Regions from separate parts of the Mus musculus genome. Here regions 1, 3, 4 and 5 are each linked to region 2. The links are chromatin contacts, called in public promoter capture Hi-C maps. All regions are on one chromosome and are shown on one strand. The core of a region is the stretch at or near the end of the contact, and the rest is flanking DNA. Distances in the headings are between cores, read along the strand shown. Region 1 holds the start of 4930581F22Rik (RIKEN cDNA 4930581F22 gene). Region 2 holds the start of Ei24 (etoposide induced 2.4 mRNA). Region 3 holds the start of Srpr (signal recognition particle receptor ('docking protein')). Region 4 holds the start of Fam118b (family with sequence similarity 118, member B). Region 5 holds the start of Cdon (cell adhesion molecule-related/down-regulated by oncogenes).

Region 1 (5,532 bases), core at 587-3,086, 1.7 Mb before region 2:
ATATGGGTACTTGGGAATTGAGCCTGAGTCCCCTGTAAAACCACTCAGTGCTCTTAACCATCTTAGATAGCAAGGTAGTGCTCTATCTTGGAGAGATATAATCCCAGAATAACCTTGGAGAATAACTCCAGAAGGGGCTTATTAAGACAGGGTCTCATGTAGCTCAGGTTGGCCTCAAACTCCACATAGAACAGAAGATGACCTGGATGATCTACAGTCAAAATGCTGGCATAACATTTCCAGAGTGCTGGGATTATAAATAGGTACCACCACAATATGTTTAGGCAATGTTAAGAGATCAAGTTTAAAGAGTTTATGACAGGTAAACACTTTACCAACTGCATTCCTTGTGTCGTTGTCCGTCCTCCCCCCCCCCCGCCGCCCCCCCCCCCAGTACTGGGATTGTAGGCAGCTCCGTCTGTCACTGAACCACACCCCCAGTCCCTAATTTACTTTTATGACTTCTGCCTGCATACCTCTCTTTATCTCCATCATCACCTTGAAATCTTTGGGGACTGGCCCAACTCCTGGCTTGCTGTAGTGGGGCTGGGGGATCGGATGTGTTGAGGAGGGTGAAATGAGTGGGAGGTGAGGCCCAGGGTTCAGTAAGCAGCCAAAGATGCCTTCCCCTATGCAACAGGACAGGCCATAGGGGATGCTCAGAGTAGGGCAGAGGCAGAATAAGTTTGAGGAAGCCGAGCGGTGTCAGTTTTCTCAAAGGATGTTTGCAGACCAACTCCCAACAGAACAAAACATGTCCAGTTATTTCTGAGGCCCTAAGTGACTGGCACCTCCTAGGTAGCACTCTAGGGGTGCCTGGGAAAGTAAGGTTATGGATGGTGTTTCACTAGCAAACTCACAACATTCCCTCTGTACCCCTGATACTTACACATATCAATTCGTTTACAACCCCCTGGGTAGAGAGGCCTGGAGGGGCCAAGTGGGATCTGTAGCACTGACCCTGCCCTGTGGTATTGGTGTGTGCCCCTTGTGAGAGACAACTATCACTGTGGTACTATTCAAACCCAGACTAGCCTTTTAAGCCTGACCGGGGGGAGGGGGGGGGGAGGATCTAGCCTAGAGGACAGAGAACAGAGTAGATCAGACTCATAAACCAGAAAGTCTACCCCTCGGTCTGGGAGGAATGGCAGTGGTACAAGACACGTTGGCATCTCGGGGCTGCCCATAGGTCTCAGCCAGCAAGGGTCTCAGAGAGGCACCTAGAACAGACATAGACAAGGGTTCTGCCCCAGCTCTAGGTTAACTTCTCAGTCTTATCCTAGGCCTTCTCACTGCCCATTACCCAGGCAACTTTGAAGCACAGTTGGCCCAAAGACCCCCCCTAATCCCTGGACACAGCCACCCTGCAATTTGGCAAGCCCACCTTTGGGCTTTGCCTCAGCGACCTTGCAACTCCAGCACACAGGCAGACCCTGCAAAACTTGTCACCTCTAGCAAAGCCAGCCCACACGTCCTGACTTCGGAGGATGCTAGAGGTGATAGTCACCCATTCAGCTAGGACGCAAGAGCGACAGGGTTGGGGGTTAGAAACTTTCCGGAGGATTGTCCTGCTCACTCACTCCTAGAGAGCGAGACAAGTCAGGCTTCCCGCGAAAATCTAGTCCAAGCAAGGGACCCAGCTCCCCAGGGCTGTGGCCACCCTACACCAACCCCGTGCAGCGTGGCGTCCACGTGCGGGGCCCCCCGACCACCTCTCCGAGCCGTGGCGGGAGGCTGCAGCCTCGCAGCCCCGTCACTCCCCGCCCTCCGCCGCGGGGCCCCAGAGCCCGGCTGCCGCGTACTCACCCTCGCGGGTGGAGCGGGGCGGGGCGAGGTAAATCCGCGCGCAGCTCCGATCCGTTAGGCGCCCCGACTGGCGGGGCAGCACTGGCGCAGTGGCTCCGCTCGGCCCGGTCCCTGTCCCGGGAGCGGGGCCGGCCTGGGAGCGGGCAAGTCCGCCTGAAGGGGAGGCGGGGGCCAGGGCTTGGGCGGGGGGCGGGGGGCGGGGAAGGGGCCGGACACGCTTGCGCACACGGTCGGGAAGCCGACAGCCGCGAACGCCGCGCTGGAGGGAGGGCGCACCGAGAGAGGGAGGGCGCGGAGAAAGGAGGGAGCTAAGAAGGGAGGGAGGGCATCGAGGAGGGAGGGCGCGCCGAAGGAGGGAGGACGCAGAGAAAGGAGGGAGTAAGGAGGGAGGGAGGGCGCAGAGGAAGGAGGGCGAGGGTGTGAGGCCGCGGGGAGACTGGGGTTGGCCTGGAGGCCTCCCTGGCCTGGAGAGAGACGGCCGGGGTGCGGGAGGCTGGATCGGGTGAGGGCAAACCCAGGGCAAGCGCTGCCTGTGAATGGCTCCAAGATGAGTATGCCCAACGTTGCCTCTAGCACTGATCCCACGCTCTCCTGGAAACAATAACCAAGAAAGGCTTCTTTGCTGTCCCCGCGCGGTTAAAAAAAAAAAAAGTATCCTTTTCTCTCTACAGAAACTCAAGAACAGGAATAGAAGTCCATCCTTCCAATATCCTCCCATGCCCTCATGGCAGTCAGGTGACCTAAATTGACGAGCCTTTTCTCTGCCCCAGGCCGGCCTATGCGCCCCAAACTGCTCCCTTAGCTCTTCCTCCTTTGCATACCCTCTCTTAGCCTTGGATAACTTCTCAGTTTCCGTTCTTGCTGAAGGCGCCAGGCATCCTGTCTCCAGAGGAAACCCCTTCAAGCCTTTAACCCTGATGCCGTGGGCTCTAGAATTGCCTGGACTGCAAACAGTGCAGAAACCACCCTGCAGGACTGTCCATTTCAGGAGTCAGCACAGTGTTACCCAGTTCCTAGCTTGAGCACCCTGGGGCTACAAGGAAAGTATTAGATCCAGTCCCCCTTCCCCCGGAAGCTTGCTATCTAGTTGCAGAGAAGGGGTGGCGGGTGTTGTGCTGGACTCCCATCAAGAAACAGGCGGCACAGGATGTGACTAAGTGTAAGTAAGATGTGAATAACTGACAGTAAGTGCCCAGGGTTTTAACGGAGTTTAAAGTCATCGTCAGGGGAAGCTGGAGGTCTCATGTGTTGGGACTCTCCAATTCACAACAAAACGAAGAGGTGGCCTCCAGCTTCTTCCATTCCGGCTGTTTCCATCTGAATTATACCTTGCATAGGTGGAAGCTCTTTGGCAGCTCACCAAAACCTAGTTTTATTTGAATGGTACCTTTGGCCTGACAGTCACCTAGTCACTCAACAAATATTTATTACATTTCATGTCCTGGTCTGGAGCTAAGCTGGGAATAGACAATACAATGACTATGTCTCTGTGTTTGGCAAGGGAAAAAGAAGAAGGCAAAAGAAAAACTGCTCGGGGAGAAAGAACAACTGAAATATGTCTGGCAAGTTGATTCAAGAAACAGTTGCCCGGCCTCCAAACCTGGATAAGTCTTCACCAAACTAGGTACAAAGACAAGTTCTTGCTAAAGGTAAAAATCCTTCTACCATAAAATTGAGCTTAAGAATCAGCTTTTTTTTTCTTCTTTCTTTTGAGCCTAGAGACTTGAGTCCTAATCCTGCTTCTGCCACTAAATAGCTTTCCTTTTCTTAATGGGGGGGAAAAAAAAGATCAGTGGAAATAACTGAGCTTATTCAAAGAGCATTATTAGTATTGAATGAGACAATGGAGGGGAACTTGTCCTGAAATCACCATATGATATATATGTGCTCAATAAACATGCAGACAAATGCCTTTTAAACATATAACATGCATGCACTCAGAAGCACAGCGTCAAGCCTATCCTAGCCCCCATCATCCACTTTATCTTACTATGTGTTTATGACTTGTCTCTTGCACTTTCTTCTTCCTCCACCAGCACCCCTTAGGGGAAAAAAAAAATCCCACTAAGTAACCCAGGCTGACCTAGAACTTGTGATCCTCCTGCCTCACCCTTCTGAGAACCAAGATTACACAGTTTCTTAACAGTACAGACAGAAGCTGAACCAGCAACTTAGAATCCCCTGTATCTCTGAGGAAGAGAAGGAAGCGATTCTAACATAAGGACTTCTTTCATCCTAGACTTCTGGGTTCTAGGTTCTTGCCAATCCCACTGCACCCCTTGACAGGACACTACAAGTTGCTTACCATGAGTCAGGGATGTAACAAGCTGGGCTTTGGCCTTAAGGGACTATTCCTTTCCGAGGTTAGCTGTGATGAGGTGAGCCAAGACAACCTTCAGAATAACAGCAGTAAGTCTTACTCGGCTGGCAAGCAAACCGCTTCCATCCCCATCCTTTTGCCTCCTCTTTTACCTGTCCTGTTCTCCTAGGTAGATGTGGCAAACACCTGACTCCTGGGACAACCACTGGAACCTCAAACAGAGGGAGGAGACGGGGTGTGGGAGGAGGCAGGTGCATCTGGGCCAGGAGGCTCCTGCTGGCCAGGCAGCTAGCTACCTGACAAATATGCCTCCTCCCAGACATCTGGCTCCTGTCCCTCACATGTGCCACGTTCACATCCTGGAGGAAGGGACAGCAAGATGCCATTTGAGGAAGAAATAAACCCAATCCAGCATCTCAGGCGCTTTTAAAAATAGCGACCCCGGGATGGTGTTTCATCTCCTATTTTTATCAGATTTATAAGGCTGGACCATGGCGTTGAGCTGTTCTCAGGGATCTCAATAGCAGGAGACAGCTCTATTGTAGAGTGAAAAACCTGCCAGGAGGCCAAAGCTAAAATGCACTCCCAGGCCCTTTAGGTTGGAAGAAATCCCAAGCATGTAGCTCCTGCCTTTCTTTACAGCCAAAATCGACTAACCACAGTTTGTAGCTTTTTTTTCCCTTAAAATCTAAGCTGGGTATAGTAGAACATGGCTACAATGCCAGTACTCAGAAGGCCAAGGCAGGAAGATCATCGGGAGTACTAGGCCAATCTTATAGAGACTGTCTCAAAAACACCCGGGCACGGTGGTATAACACTTAATACCATTGAGGATACTGCTGTCATGATCTAATCACTTCCCAAGGGCCGTGCGTTTATACTGTCCCCTGAGGTGTTAGAATATTAACATACAGAGGCTATAGCAAGTATCTAGTCCCCAATTCTTTCCTTTTAGATCCCTCTCATGGCAGAAAAATAGCTAAAATTTACTAAGTAATAGTACTATGCTTAAAAATCTTTTTTTTTTTAAATTATGTGTATAGATGTTTTGCCTGCACATATGTCTGTGTACCATGTAAGTGCCTGGGGCCTGTGTGTGGAAGTCAGAAGAGGGCATGTGATCCCCTGGAACTGGAGTTACAGATACTGTGAGCTGCCATGTGGGTGCTGGGAATCAAACTGAGGTCCTCTGGAAGGGCAGCCAGGACTCCTAACGCACTGAGCCATCTCCCCAGCCCCTTAGCAAATCCCCACAGACCCCTCTGGAGTAAGCATGGTTCTCATCCTTATTTTACAAACAGAATAGAAGTTGCTCCAGTGTAGACTTGTTTATGGTGCGGTTTTATGCTGGAGCCATCAGACTACTTTGCCTCCCAAAGACAAACAGACTAGAGGAACAAACTGGA
Region 2 (5,677 bases), core at 2,307-4,806:
CTGGCTACTCTTTCAGAGGACCAGAGATCGATTCCTCGATTCCTAACACCTATCTCAGACCACTGACAACCATCTGAACTCCAGCTCCCGGGGGTTCAATAACCTTTTCTAGACCTACACAGGCAGGTGCATGCACGCACACACAGAAGCTACACACTATGATAGATTGCAATTCTAGCACTCAGAAGGCAAAGGCAGGAGAATCACCAGTTTTCTCACCAGGCAGATACATATTAAGTTCTACACTGAAAACCCTGTCTCATATAATAACAATAATTTATTTTGATTCACTTTATTCATAGTCCTCAAATACATGGGAAAATTTAAGACATAATCTAAAACTACCAAACCCAGAGCTTCACATGTAATAAGCAAATACTCTACCATTGGCCTACAGTACCAGTTCACTTTCTAATCTTAAATATACATGCACATGTCTTTTAAGGATCATGTAAGAAACAAAGAATTTTAAACTAGACAGACTAAGGCTGACGGTCTAGTTCAATGGCAGGCTGCATGCTCACTCAATATGCATTGGAGCCAGAGAAACAAGCAAAAGGTCATAAAGTTCACATTTGTAAACAGTCTTTAGAAGGGTTAGAATGGTAAGGGTTAGTTAGAAAAGCTGAGGCAAGAGAATCAGGAATTCAAGGTCATCATCCACTAAATTGGAAATTTAAAGGAAGCTACATGAGACCCTGTTGCAAAAACTAAAGAATAGTAAAGGTTTCTCTCATATTATTTCTCAGTTGATTGGAAAACCCAGCTTTATAATTAATAAATTGACAGAGCTGCAAATAACTCAGAGTCGGGGCTGGGGAGGTGAAGGTGTGTCTTCTGCAGAGCCTACAGGTGGGTTGTCCTCTGACTTCACAAGCACACTGGCCATGGCTCATTCACATGTAAATGCAAGGTCATGCAAACAGATGCAAACAGACAATAAATGTTGAAAAGAACTGATAGAGAAAAAAAAAGTACAATTCAGTGGTAGAGTGCTTGCACGGTATGTTCCATTCCCAACACCAAGAGAAATTAAACTGAGACTGAGGGCTGGTGATGAAATCCTAGCATCCCAGCTGCCTGGCAGGCTAAGATAGGCACAAGTTCAAGGTCTACACAAGCTGAATTAATTAACAACTGGATAATTTAAAAAACTCTCTCAAAAACAAAACAAAACATTGGGAATATAGTTTAGTAGAGAACCTGCCTCGCATACACAGTCTCTAGTACCAAAATGATAAGAGGGTTCATACTAGAAAATCTTGTTTTTCAAGATGGGGTTTCTCTGTGTAGCTCTGGCTGTCTTGGAACTCACTCTGTAGACCAGGCTGGCCTTGAACTAAGAGGTCTACCCAGCTTTTTAAAAAACAACAACACACAAAAAAAAAACCAACTTAATTTTATGAAGATAAGTGTTTTGCCTGCATATATCTGTGCATCAGTCATATATTACAAATGTGAGCTGCCTTGTGGATGCTTCGAATTGAACCTAGGTCCTCTGAAAAGTAGTTAGTGCTCTTAAACATTGAGCCATCTCTTCAGCCCCTATATATAAATAATCTTAAAATACTAGTCTCTCAGCTGGGTAGTGGTGGCGCACACCTTTAATCCCAGCACTTGGGAGGCAGAGGCAGGAGGATTTCTGAGTTCAAGGCCAGCCTGGTCTATAGAGTGAGTTCTAGGACAGCCAGGGCCAGAGAAACCCTGCCCCCCCCCCAAAGACTCTCAATTATTTAATTTCTTTAAAGTGAACTCTCAGGTGAATGGAAAGTCTGCTTGCAAAAATATGAGATTTTAGGATTCCAAAGTTATCATGCCCCACCAAATCAAGCTTAGAATCTTCAATTTAAGAGATAATAAAATATAATAGTCAGCTTGTATACAACTCAAACTTCAAAACATAAAGGATACTTTCCTTGACCTCTGGCCACTTCAGCACCACACTGACCCAACTGGACTGATGCCATTCAGAACTGGACAAACAGGGAGTACAGTCAGAAGGCTGCCTGCATCTGCTCCTTACGTCAAATCCTACCCAAATGTGCTCACCTAGAGAAGTTCCTAAGGTTAGGAAACATCTGTTACTACTCCCACTCCCCCCTCCTAAAAAAGCAGAAAAAGAAAACCTCAAGAGCTTCAATCATGTGTACAGAGAAAGCCAGTGCTCTAGGAGTTGTGGTAAAAAGCAGTCCATGACCAGGAAACTAGTAAATGTCCAAGACACTAAGGTATATCACAAATGTACCACCATCTTAAGCAACAACTTGCTCATCTACAAATAAAGGGTAGCATATTAAAATTCTTCACGGGATAGAGTACGACAGAATAAACAAAGCTGAAAAAATTCTGGATAAATGTAATCCTGTTAAAGAACACACCCGACTTGAGGTGAGAAAATCCATTACTCTAGTTTTCTCCAAGAGCCCAGACAGGGAGCTTCAAAATCTGTCATATCCCAGAACCACTGTGTTATTTGACTCCTTGGCAGATTAATACCCGGCTTCTTCATGTACCAACTAACAAAGTACCAGTGACCAAATAGAGCCTTTAAAGGAAAGGCCATTATTATACCGTGGGCCTAACAACTTTTCTATGGGAGAGAACATTTGGTATGAATTGCCCTGTTTAACAAATTGCTGAGACAAGCAGAAAAATAACCTTCCACGATTTGAGACCACACACTGACTGACACAAAGGGCTCTAACAACAGAGAAAACCAAGATGCATCATCTGGTTCACAATATTTTACATATAAACGGTTTGTCAACAGTGAGTGAAAGCTAATTACAACCAACTTTGGAACTTCAGTGTTCTAACCGAGACTGGACTTTTTGGCTTAAGCTTTGCAACGAGGATTTTTGTTTAACCCAAGCATCACCTTCCTTAAACCTTGAAACACTGCTGGCCAATAAATTTGACAGTCTTTAGAACCGATTAAGCACCTACTGAGACATACTCCTGCACTTTCATTCCGAAGCCACCAGATTCAAGTCCCGGAAGGGAGGAAGCCAGTGTTTCCCACTCCAGGTAGGGAAAAGGTAAACACCCTCACGCATCACCCGGCCACAGGCTGCCTCCTGGGCAACCTGGGGTACTCGGCCCCTTCTCTCCCGCAGCGTCGGGGCAATTGGGGTGAGAACCCGTCTTCCTCCCCAGCCACTGCCGCGCACAAGGTGCGGACCTCGCTCACTGAGGGTCACCGGAGCTAAAGATAGCCCCGCCGCACCTGGGGAAAGCCTGAGTCCCGCGCGCCGCCGCCAGGCCTGCCCCTGCCGCCTTTCGCGTCCCGGGCCCTTCGGGGGCCGGGGTCCTTGCCGCAGCCCCTTCCAGAACCTTAGGAACTAGCTCCGGCCTGCCAGCCCTCGATGGGCCCTGCCGCCCAGGCTGCGATTTGCAAGCGGCTCGAGCCCACTGCCCGCCGCGGCCTGCACCTACCCCGCCACCCTACCGCCGCGGCTCCAGCCAGGGCGCTCGCCCACCGAGGCTCGGTTCGCCTGCTCCGCGCCCGGCTGCCCGCTCCGCCCGGGCGCTCGGAGAGCCGGGGCTGCGCCCACACTGGGCATGCCCGGGCCGCACGGGGCAGCTGGGAAGTCGGGCGGGCAGCCTGCCGGTCGCTGGGCAGGGGCGGGGCTAGCGAGGTAGGGCGGGGCCATACCGGGGGGCGTGGTCTGGGAGCCTGGGAATTGTAGTTGGCTGGACCTCAGAGTCCAGACTCATTCTGGGTATCCAGGTCCAGGATTCTAGACCTTTGTTGCCTCCTAGTCAAACCCCTTCTCACTGTTGAGCGATCGTTAACCTCCTTAATCTATCTACACATCAGTGCTGGTCTTTCTGATATCCTTTAAGAACAAATGATGAAAACAATAAAATAGGAGACACCTTGATAATTTGGAGGCTTTCTATAAAGACTAATAAACCAGGTATGGTGATGCACACCTGAAATCCCAGCCCTTGGAAAGCTGAAGAGAAGAAATGGTCCAAATTCGAGTCCAGCCTTGGCTACCTAGTAAGTACCAGCCTTGGCAGAGCTGTGTAACAACATCTTGATTCAGAAAAAAACAAAAGCAAAAAACAAAAACTCAATAGAGTAATCAGTTATCATGCACATGCAAAAAGCCCTGGCTTCAAGTCCAAGAATTATATTACACAGGGCATGATAGTACAATCTCAGCACTTGGAATTTGGAGGCAAGAGATCAGAAGTTTGAGTGATTCAGAATATAAGGCATCAACCACTTAGGTAGCATTTAGTGCGGATTGTAATGATGGAATGGCTGTGATAAAAAACAAGTAGAGATTGCTGTTTTCAACTGGCTCATTTCTAGCCTGGCTCCATAATTTCTTGTCATGAAACTGTAGGAAAAGCCACTTTTACCCTTTTCAGGTTTCTCCTTTGAATTTAAGAAACAAAACCCAGAAAGAGTCAAGTATAAGAAAAGCATACAAGTTAGCTAGTGAGTTAGTAGTGACTGACATATAAACCCTGAGAAGGGAATGAAGAAGATTGGAGATGGGTTTTCTTTTATTTTTTGGAGGGGGATGGAGGGAGGCTGGAGACAGGGCTTCACTCTATAGCTCCGGCTGTCCTGGAACTCACTCTGTAAATCAGGGTGGCCTGCCTCTGCCTCTGCCTCCCAAGTGTTGGGATTAAAGGCATGCACCACCACCCAGTTAGTTTAGTCCAGAGGAACAGAACTTAATGAATATATATGGGGTTTATTAGAATGACTTACAGGCTGTGGTCCAACTAAACCAACAATGGTTACCTGTGAATGGAAGGTCCAAGAGTTCAGCAGTTGTGCACTTCACAAGGCTGGGTGTCGAAGCTGGTCTTCAGTACACGCTGGAATCCCAAAGTAGTAGGCTCTACTGCCAGTGGAGGAATGGACTTGCCAGTGAGAGCAAGAGCAAGCAGGAAAGCGTGAGTTCCCTTCATCCATGTTCTTTATATAGGCTGCCAACAGGAGGTGTGGCTCATATTAAAAAAGAGTCTTTCCACCTCAAAAGATCTTGGTTAGGAGTCCTCGCGGCTGGGTGTGGTGGGATGTACTCACTCCTTTAGCTCCAGTACAGGGAAGGCTGAGGATTAACATTAAATTCGAAACCTGGCATGGCGCACGCCTTTAATCCCAGCACTTGGGAGGCAGAGGCAGGCAAATTTCTGAGTTCGAGGCCACCCTGGTCTACAGAGTAAGTTCCAGGACAGCCAGGGCTACACAGAGAAACCCTGTCTCAAAAAACCAAAAAGGAAAAAAAAAATTAAGTTCGAGGACACCCAGGACTAACACCCTGTCTTGAAAATAGAACTAGCTGTGAGGACCAGGCTGGCCTTGAACTTAGAGGTCCACCTGCCTCTGCCTCCTGATGCTGGGACTAAAAGAGTGTGCCACCAGTTCCCAGCCCAAATGTTTTTAAATGCCATTGTGCAAAGAATGGCAGTTGTAGAGAAGTGGTGGGTGGGGCTAAAGAGAAAAAATCGCATTTTGATAAGGTTTGGTTTGTACCCCACCTATTAACTATTTTTTAAAAATCTAGCCCAGTTAGACGTGTATACTGGACAAGTGCTTTATCACTGAGCTAAATTCCCATCCCCTTCAAATTCCTATTCAAGTTACTTTTAGAGCAGCAACTCCCTGCTTTTAAGAGGGAAAGGAAGCCGGGCGTGGTGGAGTATGCCT
Region 3 (5,380 bases), core at 1,936-4,435, 1.6 Mb before region 2:
GTTAGGGAGAATATTCTGAGGGGAGAAACATGGACCCTGACTCCAGGAGAGGACGTCCAGTTCACTCAGTTCTGTCTGTCCCAAATGCCCCATTTCTCTTGACTGCTGGATGTGAAGGCTCATTTTTCCTTTTCTACATTCCTCTCTCCCTTCAGTACTCTCAACTCCTTGCCCTACTCTATCTCCTTTCACAAGATGGTGGGGAACCACGCACCACTGCCTCCTGTAAAACACTTTCTTCTCTGCTGCCTAGCACAACCTTGTCCCTCAGAATGAGTGTCTCCTCTAGAACACTAACTGGCCAGGGAATCAGAGTGCCAAGAAACACTCCTATGAGCCAGTGTCTAGTTTAAACTGAGGCTCAATGCCAGCTTTACTAGATCTTGTCCCAGTTTCCCCACATGTAAAATGGGATGTTCTGATTAAATTAATTAATGAGTTAGCATCCGCAGACATTTATCTGGTTTCACTAGTGAGATTCACAGCATATCAGAAGAGAGCCTGTGCATACCATATCACAAAGATGTTCAACCCTTAATTGATGTGAAGCTCAATGTGCTAAGGCCAACCTGCTGCCTACTTTTATTTGTGGACCACACTCAATTATTTCTATGTTTTTTGTCTGTGGCTACTTTTGTGCTATAATGGCAGAGCAGAAAAGTTGAAACAGAGACAAAATGACAAGAAAACCTAAAATATTTACTGTCTGGCCCTTTATAGAATTTGCTGATCCCTAAATTAGGATTCTTGTTAGAAGCCCAGTACCCTGGCCACTCCCTAGAGATTCTGGTTTGTTAGGTTTGGGAGTATCTTACATGGGTGCTAAGTGTCCACGACTGGGCGATAGTCCTCGTCATGGGGCCTTGAAGGTTAAATAGGCCCATTTTTCCTGATAATAAGAGCTACTAATGAGGAGATTCTTATGACTTGACCTTCAGCTTCCCGATTTCTAACTTGGTATAAGAGCTCAGTGAAGTATGTGAAGCCAAGAAGCAGCTCAGGGCAGTGCTGGGCACCCACCTTTGCATTTTCACATTGTTTTCCAAGGTGGCAGCATCCTTTTCTGAAGCTAGCAAGAGACAGCCGGAAGGGTTGAACTGAAGTTCCACAGGAGGAGCATCCACCACAGCCAGGTACTCCTGAGTGCAAAGAAAAAGAGCTGCTCTCCAAGGAGGCTGACAAAAGGGAACCTCCCTGGCCTCACCACAGCTCCAGGAGCAGTGGCCCAGATCAGGACAAACCCTTCTCTAGGCACCAACACTGGAAGACAGTCAAGGATCCCAATATCTTGTTGCCTCAAACACACTCTTCTCCTTGGTTCCCCTTACCAGCTAGGCTACTGATCTCTGGGCTAAAGAAGGGACTCCCACCCCAGCCTTCAAATCTTACTGTACATACATTTATGTTCCGGAGAAAGTTGATTGAAAAGAGTGAGAGCTGGACATTCTCAGGCACGGAAAACTGCTGCCAAATCCCGCCCACAGAAGGCCCTGTGGAGGAAGCCCGTGAATACTGTGAAAAGAAAAACCGACGTAGACTGTCATGATGTAATATATAATGGAATCCTGCAATGGAAGCTGTCAGTTATACATTTAAATGCAAAGGGGAATCATTTTTCAAGGAGCAAGTATGGGTAAATGTTCTGGAGCACGTGTAATCGGAGCACTTGGGAGGCACAGAATGGAAAATGCTGAGTTCAGGGCCAGCTTCAGCCATATATTGAAACCCCATCTCCAAAGAGATTAAACAACAGTAGCAAAGTCTCTTCCCCTTCCCCAACAAAACAATGTTATTGCTGCGGGTCTTTGTTGAGGGAGGAAGAGCCTGGAACTATTTCTTAAGCTCCAAAGTCCAAAGCACAGTCCCTGCCCTCAATGCCACAGTCTGTGTCCTCAATAAGATGACTGCCCTTACTCCCTGACCTCACCGTGTGGTCCTGCTCCACCACCAGCACCCGAATGGCACCTCTTCTACTCTCCAGCTTCTTCAGCCAAAAGGCCACAGACAGACCAAGAATCCCACCTCCTATGATGACCACATCCGCCTGTTCTGGGGGCAGGTGGCTGGTGTCATACAGCACTTCATATTTCTTTCCAGGCAGGATGGAATCAACCTTCTTCTTAAAGTCAGACACCTTTGCATCCCAGTCTGCAGGACATAGTTACAGTTAGATGACTTATGTTCTTTTCTGCGTGGTTGGGGGTTGGAGGATGGGTACAGGAAAAGGGGGGCTGAAATAGGCATTTGGATTGCCACACCTCCAATGTCATCCTTTCTCATAAGATCAACTCATATGCAGCAGTATTGTTAGAACTTTGTTGTTTGGTCTTTGTCCCACCAGGCCCCAATATCATGGATCTCTAACACTGGAAGATTCAACTTCCTGAAATTACTTTCTGTTTCCCCATCAAGCGAGATGTGACTCACATTATTTAGCTCTTGCAGATCTCTCTCCCTCCTGAACCCCATTCTCAGATATGCCAGGCCCAGGGAACGAGTCCCTAGTATACTTCATACTGCACAGCCTTCTAAAGCCGGGCACCTTTGTAATGGTTTCTTATCCTTATCCATCATCGCCAGCAAGCTTCCATTTATATGGCATTGTCCACTGGGAAGTGCCTCCTTGAGAGCCATACACTTGCCTCGGCTCTTTGACCTTTAGTAGGCAAGCCTACCCCTTCCCCCAGCTAACTCGCTGTCCCGCCCGCACGAGGCAGGGGGTCGAACCTTGAAGGTCACATCTATGGAGGGTTTGGGCTCCCCAGAACCACTGCTGCCCTCAGCTTTACCCAGAGTAAAGCCTCCTTTGCGTGTGCGTAGCCCCCGGTATGGGAGGCCCGGGCCCAAGCCAAGACGCAGCGCTCTGCGAAACATGGCCTTAGAGCCCGGCTTCTTTCAGCTTGAGGTGGGTTCCCCTCAAGCCGACTCTGTCCTTCCTGTCATCGGTCCGCGCCACGGGGAATAGACACGAACGCGCCGATTAGCCGGCAGTGCTCTTCAGGCTCCACCCCTCCACGCTATAGGGGAGCTATCGCCTCTGGAGTCCCGCCCCTGTGTGCTATTGGTCAGGCTTGAGTCTACGTCATCTCGCGCGCCCTGAGCGGGAAAGGGGCGGGACCACGGAGGCTCGTAGCGGAAGTGCGGCTGAACCGGTTTCCGGGGGCTGCTGGTGTGACGTGTCCCGCGCTTGGCGCAGCAGGAAGCGGCGGCGGCGGACGCGGCCCGAGTTCCCGGCCCCGGTCTCGGCCTCAAGTCTTCTCCCGCTTCCGTCATGCTTGACTTCTTCACCATCTTCTCGAAGGGCGGGCTTGTGCTCTGGTGTTTCCAGGGCGTGAGCGACTCGTGCACCGGGCCCGTCAACGCGTTGATTCGTTCCGTACTGCTGCAGGTACCACCCCCGCGGGGCAGAACTCCGGGCTGTCGTCCCTCAGACCCAGACTGTGGTCCCCTTTCCAGTAGTCACTCCGCACTTTCCGTTCTGATCTCCTCAAACTGGTCGGTTACCGGCCACCCAGGATCGACTTCCTTGCCTGGATCACAGTATCCCGAAACTTTGCGACGCCCCCCACTCCTCCCGTTTCCGGGGCTCTAGCCACGTTCTGGCGTCCTAATGGACTCGAACTCCCTCTCCACTCATCCGAGCAGCGTGGTTTTCTGCTGTTTTGACGTTGGGTGAAACTGTGGATGCGAGAACACCTTTCAGGAACAGTAGATGGTTCACAGCTGCTAGAAGATCTGATTGTTTATATATGACTGTTTACTTCCTGGCTCCCACGTGTCCTGTCTCCTGTCCCAGCTTTACCCCTTGTCCTTACCTGGTGTCTGTCTGTCTGTCTTTTTTTCTCACGGGGTGCTAGAAATGTCCCAGAACTCCCTTGTTGAGGGCAGGATTATATCTGGTTATTTCCCAAACGTAGTCCAAAGTCTGGTTTTGCTGTGGATGTAGCCTGACTGCTGAAACGCTCTTTTTCCAGGAACGGGGCGGTAACAACTCTTTCACTCATGAGGCTCTCACACTCAAGTATAAACTGGACAACCAGTTTGAGCTGGTGTTTGTGGTAAGTGGGGGTATGTTAGAAAGACAAGTTATGTTCTCAACAGCATCCCCACTGATGAACCTAATTAATTGTGGGTATTGTGTATGTGATAAAGTGATAGAAAAAAGTTAGGAATGTGGAGGGGAGAAAGCAAGCGACTTCTGGGTAAGATTGTAAGCTTGGCTCTCCCGGGGCAGGAAACCTATCTCTGGAGGCTTGGGTTGAGTTGGCTTCCTTCCATTCTGGGCTGGCATGTAAGGAGATCTATTGGCTCCGTCTCCTTCCATAAACAGGTTGGCTTTCAGAAGATCCTCACGCTGACCTATGTAGACAAGTTGATAGATGATGTGCACCGACTGTTCCGGGATAAGTATCGCACAGAGATCCAACAACAGAGTGCTTTAAGTCTATTGAATGGCACATTTGATTTCCAAAATGACTTCCTGCGGCTCCTTCGGTGAGAGGCTTTCCTCCGTTCAAAGGGAAAATTTTCATGATTTAAGAGTGCCTGCCTGTCGGTGGCGCATCAATATTTACATGGGTTCAAACCAGTCACATTTTGTAGCTTGTTTCTTATAGTCCTTTTGATATGTGGGATCTTTTTCTTAAGTCAGAGTTGTCCTCTTGTATGGGTAGAAAGACCAACTAGTCTCTTTTCTCTTTAGTGAAGCAGAGGAGAGCAGTAAGATCCGTGCTCCCACTACCATGAAGAAATTTGAAGATTCTGAAAAAGCTAAGAAACCTGTGAGGTCCATGATTGAAACACGGGGGGAAAAGACCAAGGAAAAAGCAAAAAACAACAAAAAAAGGGGGGCCAAAAAGGAAGGTGTGTTTGAGTTTCCTGACCCTGCTAGGGCATACAAGATGTTAGCATAGTATTATAAAACTCTGTGGTACTCTTTGACATTGCTAGCCTCCTTTAACTTAATGCTCACCACCCTATCACTCCCTTGAGGCATTGTAGTCTCCAAGGTGTTTGGTCCAAGTTGCTCTTTAGGATTTGGAAGAACTGTAGTTATTACCTGGGTGGTTGGGATTTATGTTTCTTTTCCTCCAGTGAGGTTTCTTTTAACAGGTTCTGATGGCACTTTGGCTACTAGCAAAACAGCCCCTGCAGAAAAGTCAGGTCTCTCAGCGGGACCTGAGAATGGAGAACTTTCCAAAGAGGAGCTGATCCGTAGGAAGAGAGAGGAGTTCATTCAGAAGCATGGCAAGGGTCTGGACAAATCCAGGTCAGCACTGTTACCCTGTCTCTGGTGACTGTTACCCAGCTGTGCTGGGGCCAGGGGACTCTCCTCTCATGTTCCTTCCTATGTCATCCTTTGCAGTAAATCTACAAAGTC
Region 4 (5,854 bases), core at 2,120-4,619, 1.5 Mb before region 2:
AAATCTAGATTCATTGTGTTGGTGCTAAATACATTCAAGGTCAGTCTGAAACAAACTTCATTTGTTAAGGTCAAAAGAGAGGCTGTGAAGTGCTCTTTGATAACCTTTAAAGGTATACTTAGAGTTGTATAAAAAAGATCAAATGTTAAATGATTAAAAAAAAAAAAAAACAAAAAACCAAAACTACCTGTCAAGTTCACAGCAACTTAATGGGGGCTAGCTCAGTATCACCAAGCTCCCAGAACTACACTTTCCAGGAAATCACCACGAGTTCTTGCTAATCACTTCTCTTCATCTCCCTAAAATCATAAAACACCGTCCAAGTACTTCCTGCTCTCAGGCAAATGGAATCCCTAGTTAATCTAAAACTGGCAAATCGTTGTTTCAGGAGCACAACTTAGCATTCTGCAACTAACCAGTCTTCCAAGGTGCTTAAAGTTCCTCATTGATCAGTTATTGTCTATATTTATAAAATACTAAGGCAGCTTTTGTGCTTTTCTATAGGATAGCAAACATCTTTTAAAAGTTCTTTTTAAAAGTTATGCTTAAAATTTTTTGTTACATTTATTTATTGTATGTGTTCGTGCCTCCATGCGCTCAGTGCATACAAACACATGAGGTGAAAAAACAAGTAGAGAACAAGTCAGTTCTCCTGCGTGTGACTCAAGCTGTAGGCTTGGTGGCAAGTACCTTTACAAGTTGAACCAACAATCAGGTTCTTTATGTAGTTATGTAAATAAGCTGTGTTTGACTAGATCTGTAAAAGTGATGGCCCAGTAACAATGTTTCCTTCCTTGGGCTGAAGAAAAAAAAAAAAGTTTGGACAAGAGGTGTTTCTAATCAAAAAGACAAGATGAAATTGGTCAGGAAGTAGACAATGCCCCAAATAGCTCTGGTTGGAATTTCTCAAATGAGGAAGAGGAAAAGAATACGGGTTTGAAGGAAAGAAGGAAGTGGGTGCATGAACTGTTTTGTTTTGACACAGTCTCTCTATGTAGTCCTGGCTATCCTGGAATTTGCTATGTAGAACAGGCTTAACTCATGAAGATCCCCCTGCCTCTGTCCCTGAGGGCTGGGACTAAAGGCATGTCCTGCCACACTAGGCCCTAACTCGACTTTAAACTGTGAAATGCCATGATTCATGGGAGAAGCACTAAGGAATCCGTAACTTTTGTAATCAAATGAAGAGATAAACAGCAAACCTGAAATCTTTAAATTCTTCCTAGAAAATCTCGGACTAAGCCTTTTCCTCCCAGTGACTGTTGTCTTTATTTTCAGGCATTATAGAGTGTGCCTACAACTAAGATCACAGCTTTGTGTTGCTAACAATGACATCTGAGTTGTTTTGTTTCATTTTGTTTTTCTTTCTTTCCTGCCAAAGAAGGCCAATTCTGTAAAAACAAATGTTAATTCTTGAACAGTGCAAAAAAGGTAAAAGTATAAATATTTTTCTCGAAATTCTTCCAAACCATAAAGGTTCCATACCTAATATAGGAGTGTAATTAATGTAATGATGTGATTTTAAATCCTGATGTTCATGTCTTGGGAAAAGGGGCTTTCATGTGACTAACACGTGATCCTCAGCAGTTCAGAGACATTAGAACATGGAACTGGAGCTTATCAGAAAGGATAATTCTTTTAGAGTGGAATTTCTCAAATTTTATATAGGTGTTCTACTTGTGAATTTATTGGTGAGAGGGGACAAAGCCACTAATAGAAGAAACAGTGTTTCCCAAACTGTTCCCATGGAACTACATCCAGATCACTTATCTTATTACAGAAATACAGACAAGTCTTCCCACCATTCTCTACCTTCGTTCTTCACGTCAAAAAAAAAAAAAAAACTGACAGAAATATAACTGTTCAAAATGTTCATAAACAGACTGGGTGTGTGGGGGTGTAGTCTTTTATTCTAGCACTAGGGAAGCAGAGAAAAAGGTCCATGAATTGGAGGCTAGTCTGGTCTACAATGTGAGACCTTTAAGACAGACAGACAGACAGACAGACAGAAAGCAAACAACAACCCAACCTAACTCAGAATCACTGCAGCCACATAAAATATTTGTGAGCTTACTATATTAACAGGTTTGGGGATGAAAGAAGTCCTCCAGTAATTCACATCACACCTTGACTGTATAGCTGGTAATTCACATTTCAAGGACAGTACTTAGCAGGGGGGAAAAGACCGCGGAATGGGACGGGGCTTCATTAATGATCATCTACATTACAGCAGCCTAGTTGGTTTCCCGGATATACTTTCCTTTTTGATCTGTCCTGCTTTGTATTGCCACATTCCTCTCTACAATACCACTTGCAAGGGATTTCTCAAGAAGTTTCAAAGATCCAACTATCACATGAAGTTTAAATTCTTCAACTTCTAGTCTTCTGAGGCTATTCACCTGTTCAACTGTTTCACATGTGGTTTCCTTCTGCTAATTCATTTTGGAGGGAGAAACACCCAAGCCTAATTCAACTATTCATTCTCTAACTGAAATGCAATCTGGCTATCTTGAGGGAAGAGTCACTAGTTCTCACGACATCCCTTCAGCATCAGCTTCCCCAGCAAACGGCATGCGCATCCCAAGGTGTTTTCGAGATTACCATTCCAAAACAGCTGTTCATATTCCCAGCTGCCCTTTGGCGATAGGAGAGTCGTCGTTTGCAGTTCGGGAGTCTCTTGTAGGAAAGGGAGAGAGAGAGAGAGAGGGTTCGACGGTTTCAAGCTATGGAAGGAAAGACTAAAGGAGGCAAAGGGGGAAAAGCTCTTTACTTTCCTTGGGAAGAGTAGATAAGGGAAGAAAGAGGAGACCCCAAGAAACGAACTCTAGAGAAAGGTCAGTATAAACCCGTAGCGCTCTCGAGGTAGGACGTATGGGGCGGGGGTCCTGGATGAAGGAAAAGAACCGTCATCTTCGGGAGGACTGGCTACAAACAACGCGAAACAAAGGGGTTGGCAGTCGCAAAGCGGGAGGTTGGAATATGAGAGATCTGGGGATCTCCGGAGGACGAGCGGCAAGAAAACGAGAAAGAACACCACACGTCCCTCTGAGGACCCGCCGAGGACCTGGTTGCTAAGAGGGACCAGACAGGTGCCGGTAAAGACTGAGGAGCAGCCAGCTTCACTTCTAAGGACGCGGGGGCGGGGAAGTGTTTCTGCGTGGAGTCGTGCCCCGAAGCGAGACACGCTTGCCAGGGCAGTGCTCTCCAAGAATGGAGATCCGGGCCATGCGAAAACCGTTGGGGCACCGGCATTTCCCAGCCCTCGCCTGGCTTCCCCACACACTCACCGCGTCTGCTCCAAACGCCACCGCTCCAGCTGCAGCTACCGGCCGGCGCAGCCGCACTGAGCGCGCACCGCCCCACGTGACCCGTAGGCTACCTGCCCACGTGATCAGCAGGGCCCACCCCCCCCCCCTTCCTCCTCTCCGCGCTGTCCGGCCCCGCCCTCGCCAAGATGGCCGCGCCCTGCTTGCGTACGCCTGGTGTCCAGCTTTTGAGTATGAGTTCGCGTCCCGGGAGATTGTTCACTCCCGGCTCCTGGTCGTTTTGTTCCAGCGCTACTTCCTCTAGGCCCCTGAATGCTCAGAGATTGGCAGAGAAGCTCCGAGCCCAGAAACAAGAGCAAAAGGCAAAGGAAGTGCGGGTGAGTCTAGAGAGACTCAACTTCCGAGAAGCGATGCTCTCACGGCTTTCTTAGGTGTGGGGTGTGGTAGGCAGGTCCTGTAACAGCAAGTACATCAATGTTGAGAATATTCTGTGTGGTAGTCGGAATACCGCACTTTTGCTACTGCCAGACCCACCGCGTGGGTATGCAGATAAGACAGATGGCTATGTATGGTCCCAAAGGAAACATGAGTCAAATTATACAGTACAGTCATTCCACGGATTTCCACCTAAATCGCACTTAAGGCCATTCCCAGCGCTTCACTCCTTCATTAAGCTTTTTCCACCTTTCTCTTTCCTTAGGTGCCTACAAACCCCGTTCAGCGGAGAGTGCAGGAACTAGTGCGATTCACACAGCAGCTGCAGCGAGTTCACCCCAATGTGCTTGCTAAGGAACTGAGCCGAAGGATTCTCCACCAGGACAACGACCTCGTGGTCATTAATAAACCCTATGGTCTCCCTGTCCATGGTAAGAGCCATGTGGGCTAAGGAGAGAAACCTGCTGCTGCTTCCTCTTCCATCTAGGGTCACCCCTGAAGCTTTATTCATGAGACACTCTTGAATTCAAGTTAATTAAACCTTATTATCCCATGTATGTGACTACTGGTAACAAACCAGTGTCTAGTCCCCACTTGCAGATACCTGACAGTGAGCTGTATGCAGCCTCCCACAGGAATTATTGCAGAGAGATACAGAAGCTCAGTTCTGCACTGTGGGCTGTGTACAGCCACCCACAAGAATCGATGCGGAGAAATACAAAAAGTTACTTGCTAACTGTTATTTTCCATCAAAGTGGTTAAAACAAAACAACAACGAAAAAGGAGTTGGGAGCCAGTGTGCGACTGCCGCCCCAGGTCTAGGGGAGGATCCGGTGTTCATGTTCAGATCAGTCTCAGCAGCAGCAAAACTTCATTTCAAAATGAGAGAGGTAGAGAGACAAGGCTGGGAAGAGGAAATAATACACACGGTTGCGGTACACAGTAACCCCAGAGGGACTGGAACTTAATAGATGTCCTGATGCTGCTGAGTGTTCTGATGGGGGACGGCTGAAGTGAGTCAGAATTGAAAGGGAAAAAAAAAAAAAAAAAAAAAAAACATTTGTCAAAGGTCTGCAGGAGGAAAGTAAATATTTTAGCAAAAAAAAAAATATTTTAGTTGGAATAAATCACTCCTTTGGTGGCAGTTCCTCTAGGTTTCGTAACGAGTTCTTGCCTTACTATTTATTCTCTGCTTAAGTTTCTAGTTGTTGAGGATAATTTGTTTCGGGTATTTATATTTTATAGATAACAAAGCTGGAAAGGTCAGATGGTGAATACAAATAGTAAAATCCAGGGATGTCTGATCTTAGCCCATCATCTTTTTTGTTTGTTTGTTTTGTTTTGAGAAGGGGCTTTGTATAGCCCTGTCTGTCCTGTAACTAACTCTGTAGGCTTTGAGCTCATAAAGATCTCACTGCCTCTGCCTTAGGAGTGCTAGGATCAAAGGCATGCACCGCCATCACTCAGCTAGAGCTCATCTTCTTAGCCTCTCTTCTAGGGAATGCTTCAGTGAAGCCTCTCAGGCCCACAGACTCTGAAGAGAAAGTCACAGTGTTTCCCAGACTTATTACTTGAGAGCCCTTGGGGTGCTTGTTAAAATACAAGTTCTGAGTTTATAGTCTGGAAATGGTTGGCCTGCATTTCATTTTATAGCTAAGATCTCTGGGCCTATTAATATTAGTAATCCTCACCATATTGTTCATAGCACAACTGTAGAAAATGGAGACAATTGTTTGTTCTGTCAAGATTGAAAGGTGATTATTATCTCAAGACTGAGAGATTGTTCTCTCAAGAAGAGTTCTCCAGCCTCTGGCTCTTTCCTCCGTAGGTGGCCCAGGAGTCCAGCTCTGCATCAGTGATGTACTGCCCATCTTGGCAAAGATGCTTCATGGCCACAAGGCAGAACCTTTGCATCTGTGCCACCGTCTGGACAAAGAAACCACAGGTGTAATGGTTTTGGCTTGGGAGAAGGACATGGCACATCAAGTCCAGGAGCTATTTAGAACCCGCCAGGTGGAAAAGAAGTACTGGTATGAGGCCTGTTATTGTCACTAGGGGTGGAATGAAGAAACGCATCCCTTTTATCTGTCCACTGCACTACAGAACTGTTAATAGAAGTCACCGTACTAGAATTCATGATGATAACAAAGAGT
Region 5 (5,171 bases), core at 2,464-4,963, 1.3 Mb before region 2:
TGTGGGAATTCTGCTTCCAAGAATATAACCTCAGGACACGTAGTTAAAAGAGTAACTAAAGATTTATGGACAATATTCACTCATATGCATGAGATGTATGTGCACAATATGGCTTATTTAAAGTAACTCTAAGTATGTGTAAGTTAAAAGTTAGTTTTTATTAAAGTAACTTTATATGGATATTAAAGTATTCAAAAAGGGTAATTTATCTATATTAAGTGTATCCACTCAACAGAGTGTATGGTGGTTTGAGTGAAAATGCCCCCCATAGACTTATAGACAATGGCATTGTTCAAAAGGATTAGGAAATCCTCTCTAGTCTTGGAGTGGGTGTGGCCTTGGAGGAGGTGTGTCACTAGAGGTGGCCTTGGAGGCTTCAGAAACTCAAGCCAGTCCCAGTGTCTGTTTCTCTAGACTTCCATCCTGCTGGTCACTAATGTCAGCAGAGAGGGTGAGAGGAGGCTGGGATGACAGACAATGTTGTTGAGAGAATGAGGGATGCTTTCTATCGAAGGTAACATAAGTGTCTGTAGGGGAGAGATGACATTATGGTAAGGCCACTGTGTGCAACATGGCAGGAGGAATAAAGGGGGAATTGTGTGTGTGCGTGTATGTGTTGGATGGAGGGAGGAAGGGGAGAAGGAGAGGGGCAGAGACAGTAATAATAGTAGTAATGCTAGTATTTGACAAAGATGAAACTTTGGAAAGTGACATAGCATTGGGTGACTTCTGTCCCATGCTGCTCATGGGTCTCCTCTGATTTGAACTGGTCTCACCTGTGTGACGTTTAGTGGCGAGGCTGATGTGAGATTCTGTTGTTTTTCTCTTCAAGTCACCTGACCTATAGATGACATTATCCCTATGGTCCTCTAACCTGAGCTCTGCACACACAGAAGTCAAGCCCACAGATGTTTAGTAAGAGCCTCTTGTGGATATAGGTTCTCTCTAACTTTCAAAATCACCTGAAGCCGGGCGTGGTGGTGCTAGCCTGTAATCCCAGCACTTGGGAGGCAGAGCCAGGCGGATTTCTGAGTTCGAGGCCAGCCTGGTCTTCAGAGTGAGTTCCAGGACAGCCAGGGCTACACAGAAAAACCCTGTCTCGAAAAACCAAAACCAAAACAAAAAAAAACCCCAAATCACCTGAGATCATGTTAAAAGTAACCTTGTGGCCAGGCATGATGGATCAAGCCTGTAGTCTGAGCATCAAGGAACTAGAGGTAGGAGGATCATTGCAAGTTTGAGGCTCGCCTGAGTTACATAGAGGGTAGCCACCACTATACAGTGAAACCTTGTCTAAAAGTGCAACAGAGCAGCCCAGTAGGCTTTATCAAGGAAGCTTCCATGTGATCGTATTTAGGTAGAAATAATGAGCTGTGAAACTTTTAAGAGCAGCTATAAATTAGGTCCTGTGCCAGGGTTAAAGTTCACTGTAAAGTCCGTGTCGCTGTCTTTTAATAAATAAATAGTTGAAGAAAGACTTGGCCAAAGGAAGAAACAGTCCTGCATGTCCGCATTTTCTCGGAGTGTCTCCTGTTAGCAAGTCAGTGAGTGTTTACTTAGCCTTCACCACTGCTGTCTGTCCTTAGCCTTAACTAGGATAGTTCAAATAAACCAGAAAAGTTTTCACACAACTGACCCCTTCTGCCAGTTCATCGGCTCCCACTTCTTAAAGGGGTCCCCGGGAAAAGAAATGGAGAGGATGTCCGAGATGGAGATCAGCTTGCCTTTGTAGGCTTTCAAGCCCAAGGCACAGGTGAGCAGATCCCAAGCCACTGACTCAGAGGCTCACTGCTATGCTTTCTTTCACTGCCCAGTTTTCACACGGTGAATATGGCCCTTCTTAGTGCAGACAACTGCTCACTGCTGAGCTGCTGTTACTATAGCCAGTCATTCTGTTAGGTTGTATTCCACAGTCCGTCTCCAGCCCTGGCCAACCAGGAACACAGGGCAGGATCTGCAGAGGTTCCTGATGACCGTGCCCAGCATAACGCCTAGCACAGAGGAAGGGTTTAGTACACTTTTGCTGATTGTTTTTAAAAATTAGGCATAGGAGTAAATAATGAGTGAAGGAACAAACAGGATAGTTAGAACATACTTAGTGCAGTGTCAGATTTTATGAAATATGATTGCACACATGGAAGTTTCATTATATTGGAGTAGTACTTTTGTTCTAAGGGACACGATAGAATGCTTTTTTTCTGGAAAGTGGAACTTTATAACATTAAGTATGCTTGGTTTTAAGGAGGATACATCATGTCATCAGATTAGACGGGTGAGAGCAAAGCAGAAAAATGTCCAGGCTTTAGAAGGAGTTGGCCATCTCTAGAAGATACATTGTTAAACCGACTCATTTTATTGGTATCTTCTCATTGTCCATTTCCCCCACTAGAATGTAAGGCTTAAACTTATGTCTGTTATTTTATTTCTATGTTTGTAATAAAAATCGCCCCACATCTAACTCTTAGGATGATATCTACTATTGAAAAACATTTGCTTTGTGAATGAATGATTTTGATACATATTTCTAAATTGTCTCCAAAAAGAACTCACTGGTCCTATTTCAGCCATCATCTATGTGGTGGTTTGTCTCCATGTCCTTGCCAGCCCTGAGATTTATGGACTTCTTGAAAGTTTTCTAAATGTACTCTACTGTCTCTAGCTTAAAAACAACCACAACAAAATCAATCAGAGAAAGCGCCTTTCCCTCGGGTGATATCTGTCAGAGCCATTCATCTGTCGGCTGCCAGTTTCTCCCAGTTTTCCTGCTGCATGGCAGAATTTGGGAAGTGTCTGTCCTTCCTTCTCTCCCTTTGTCTCCTGCTATCTACATGTCCTTCATTCCCATTAAGTTAGCCTCTCTCTGCTGAACCACTCTTGTCAACATTACGGGCCATCTGCATCGTACCCTTTGGATAGCAGCTGAGCTTACTCTGCTGACTACTAGAGGGCATTCTCCTGGGTTTGTCTTGTTCATTGCTTCTTTCTTTACATCGCTGTTGCTCCTTCTCTGTTCAGTCTCTAAAGGTGCTTGTTCTCCAAGCATATTCTCCATAGAAAGCCTGAGGTTATGTCCGATTTTCTTACATCTGAAATCTACATTTCCAGCTCTGACTTCTCCCTATGACTCATTTAAGCAACTTTGGACTTTATGGTAGCAGCTATATGCCCAGTTGATAATCTTACGTGTTCTTCAGGCACACAGAACTGCTTACTCTCCCCTTCACCTTGTATCACACTTTCTGGATTTTCTACTCTAGTAAATAGACATTCTTTATACTGTTTTATACCAAACCCAAGAGTTACCCTTGGCATGGCTCTGCACCTCAGACTTCATCTTCTGGCCTGTGTTAATTCCTTTGCTTCTGCTTCTAGATGGTGTCTCAAATACAATCAAATATCTTCATCGCCCACCTTGCCCTATCCATCTCTCAAGGGCCCAGTGTCTCTTGGTGCTTCTTTCTTGACCCACTTCAGTGTGATCTCCACTAGCTCTGAGTAGTTCACCAGTAGTGGAATATCCTAGTCCCCAGAAGAAGGAATAAAGCTTCTAACCCTTCTAGTGTCTAGTCTCTATGTGGATTGAGAAGACAGGGGTCATAAGGAACCTAAGATGAGGTGATCAGTTTAAAGATGCTGGGATTCTTAGCATTTAAGTTTTCTTTCTGTTTTGAATGTTTTTCAGTAAGCGGAGGCCTGGGCTTTCTCTGCAAGTCTTCCCAGCCTACTTCTGTAATTGGGCGATATGCATCCAGACCTCGGACCCTTATGGACATTGCTGTATGTTCTTGTGATTCTGTGTTCTTCTGTGAGCTCAGGTAAGAGGAGAATGATGAGGCCAGGGCTGATGCCTTTCTTCTTAATCTTTTTGCTTTATACTTATGTGAGGATGTGTGTGTGTGTGTGTGTGTGTGTGTGTGTGTGTGTGTATAATTCATTGAGCAGCATTTATTACCTGTTTACAAAAAACTGTACGGGCCTGGCATAATGGCACATCTTTAATCCCAGCACTGGGGAGGCAGAGGTAGTCGAATCTCTGTGAGTTCAAGGCCAGCCTGGTCCACCAATCAAAACCAGGACAGTCAGGACTCTTATATAGAGAAACTCTGCCTCAAAAACTGGGGGTGGGGGATGGGGAAGATGGACCTATGAATTATCAGGATTAAGAGCTACCACATATAGAGATGAAAGACTGTCTTGGTCATAGATGCAGATGAAAAGTATTTAATGTATTTTTTTCTCTGTTTTCTGAACCTTCCTCCTTGTATCTCCGGTTTACACCCGGGAACGTTCCGTTGTAGACTTGGCACCTTATTTTATTTCTGAGCCACTCTCTGCTGTCCAGAAGCTTGGTAGACCCGTGGTCCTACATTGTTCTGCTAAACCTGTTACTGCCCGAATCTCATGGTTGCATAATGGAAAACGGTTGGACAGAAACACAGAACAGATAAAGATTCATCGGGGGACTTTGACCATTCTGTCTCTTAACCCTTCCCTTTCTGGTTGCTACCAGTGCGTTGCCAACAACAGCGTTGGTGCCGTTGTGAGCGGCCCCGCAACAGTGTCCGCTGCAGGTGAGTGTAGTTTGATCTTGTTATCTGTTGTTTTTCTTGAAATCCAGGAGCTTTCTATTCTGTGCTGCATTTTTCATAATGGGAAAAACTTGGGGCACTGATGTGAGACTTGTATGCGTCCGAGTTCTTACCCTAAGCTTTCTTTGACTGCGGATAGCTGGGGAAAGATACTGGAACCTCTGTAGCCAAGCCTAGTGGCCTAATCTCTAGTCATAGTGGAGATGATTTCTATAAGTTAGCACAGGACAGTTTTCTAGTGTGGAGTCTGGGCAGTCTCTTGGAGCATCTTTTAACGCCCTTAATATCAATACAGACCAATCAGTTGGCTTTGACGCTCATTTATGTCATGCAGCCCTCCATCCTTCTTTCACATCTAATTGTTTTATTTCCCTCGATTGCCAGGGTATTGTAATTTATGTAATTTAAACCAGGCCAAGGGAGCAGGGAGAAAAAAAAAAAAAACTGACTGTAAAGAAAGGAATGTGAAGAATTGAACTTATGGAAAATCTGGAATGCGTGGTTTTTCTTAGTACGTTTGAGCCATCTGCCTCTCAAGTGGCGATGGCTGCCAGTAATGGAAAACGGCTTTGTGAGGGCACC

The links. Promoter capture Hi-C pulls out the DNA fragments that hold promoters and counts their contacts.
Region 1: a contact with region 2 is called in a promoter capture Hi-C map of liver, with 5 times the contacts expected there. The contact joins the promoter of 4930581F22Rik here to the promoter of Ei24 in region 2. A contact is called at or near these places in 4 of 39 promoter capture datasets (the HPC-7 cell line, cranial neural crest and liver) and 1 of 115 datasets of contacts at active chromatin or transcription factors (stem cell-derived neural progenitor cells).
Region 3: a promoter capture Hi-C map of pre-B cells shows a contact between it and region 2. The contact joins the promoter of Srpr here to the promoter of Ei24 in region 2. A contact is called at or near these places in 13 of 39 promoter capture datasets (the 3T3-L1 cell line, the HPC-7 cell line, cranial neural crest and 8 more) and 5 of 115 datasets of contacts at active chromatin or transcription factors (astrocytes, embryonic stem cells, large pre-B cells and 2 more).
Region 4: a promoter capture Hi-C map of hematopoietic stem and progenitor cells shows a contact between it and region 2. The contact joins the promoter of Fam118b here to the promoter of Ei24 in region 2. A contact is called at or near these places in 14 of 39 promoter capture datasets (3T3-L1-derived adipocytes, the C10 cell line, the HPC-7 cell line and 9 more), 4 of 115 datasets of contacts at active chromatin or transcription factors (embryonic stem cells, extraembryonic endoderm stem cells and microglia) and 1 of 9 other capture datasets (liver).
Region 5: a contact with region 2 is called in a promoter capture Hi-C map of stem cell-derived epiblast-like cells, with 3 times the contacts expected there. The contact joins the promoter of Cdon here to the promoter of Ei24 in region 2. A contact is called at or near these places in 2 of 39 promoter capture datasets (the 3T3-L1 cell line and stem cell-derived epiblast-like cells).

What each region holds. Positions count from the first base shown.
Region 1 is chr9:35,114,892-35,120,423 of GRCm38.p6, forward strand. 4930581F22Rik (RIKEN cDNA 4930581F22 gene) reads left to right here and starts at 1,837. Exons shown (of 6, transcript NR_029475.1): 1 at 1,837-1,949; 2 at 2,478-3,455. St3gal4 (ST3 beta-galactoside alpha-2,3-sialyltransferase 4) reads right to left here and starts at 1,973. Exons shown (of 11, transcript NM_009178.4): 1 at 1,807-1,973. It overlaps LOC115487216 (a long non-coding RNA gene), which reads right to left and starts at 4,653. Exons shown (of 3, transcript XR_003948311.1): 1 at 4,279-4,653; 2 at 4,112-4,199; 3 at 2,309-2,397.
Region 2 is chr9:36,793,778-36,799,454 of GRCm38.p6, forward strand. Ei24 (etoposide induced 2.4 mRNA) reads right to left here and starts at 3,557. Exons shown (of 11, transcript NM_001199494.2): 1 at 3,436-3,557.
Region 3 is chr9:35,208,018-35,213,397 of GRCm38.p6, forward strand. Srpr (signal recognition particle receptor ('docking protein')) reads left to right here and starts at 3,186. Exons shown (of 14, transcript NM_026130.1): 1 at 3,186-3,388; 2 at 3,975-4,058; 3 at 4,331-4,494; 4 at 4,703-4,863; 5 at 5,113-5,269; 6 at 5,366-5,380. The coding sequence starts at 3,272. It overlaps Foxred1 (FAD-dependent oxidoreductase domain containing 1), which reads right to left and starts at 3,038. Exons shown (of 11, transcript NM_001291448.1): 1 at 2,790-3,038; 2 at 1,928-2,148; 3 at 1,399-1,512; 4 at 1,021-1,139. The coding sequence starts at 2,874.
Region 4 is chr9:35,264,436-35,270,289 of GRCm38.p6, forward strand. Fam118b (family with sequence similarity 118, member B) reads right to left here and starts at 3,370. Exons shown (of 8, transcript NM_194257.2): 1 at 3,288-3,370. Rpusd4 (RNA pseudouridylate synthase domain containing 4) reads left to right here and starts at 3,446. Exons shown (of 7, transcript NM_028040.2): 1 at 3,446-3,643; 2 at 3,967-4,132; 3 at 5,530-5,731. The coding sequence starts at 3,455.
Region 5 is chr9:35,448,363-35,453,533 of GRCm38.p6, forward strand. Cdon (cell adhesion molecule-related/down-regulated by oncogenes) reads left to right here and starts at 3,714. Exons shown (of 19, transcript NM_021339.2): 1 at 3,714-3,815; 2 at 4,299-4,571. The coding sequence starts at 3,743.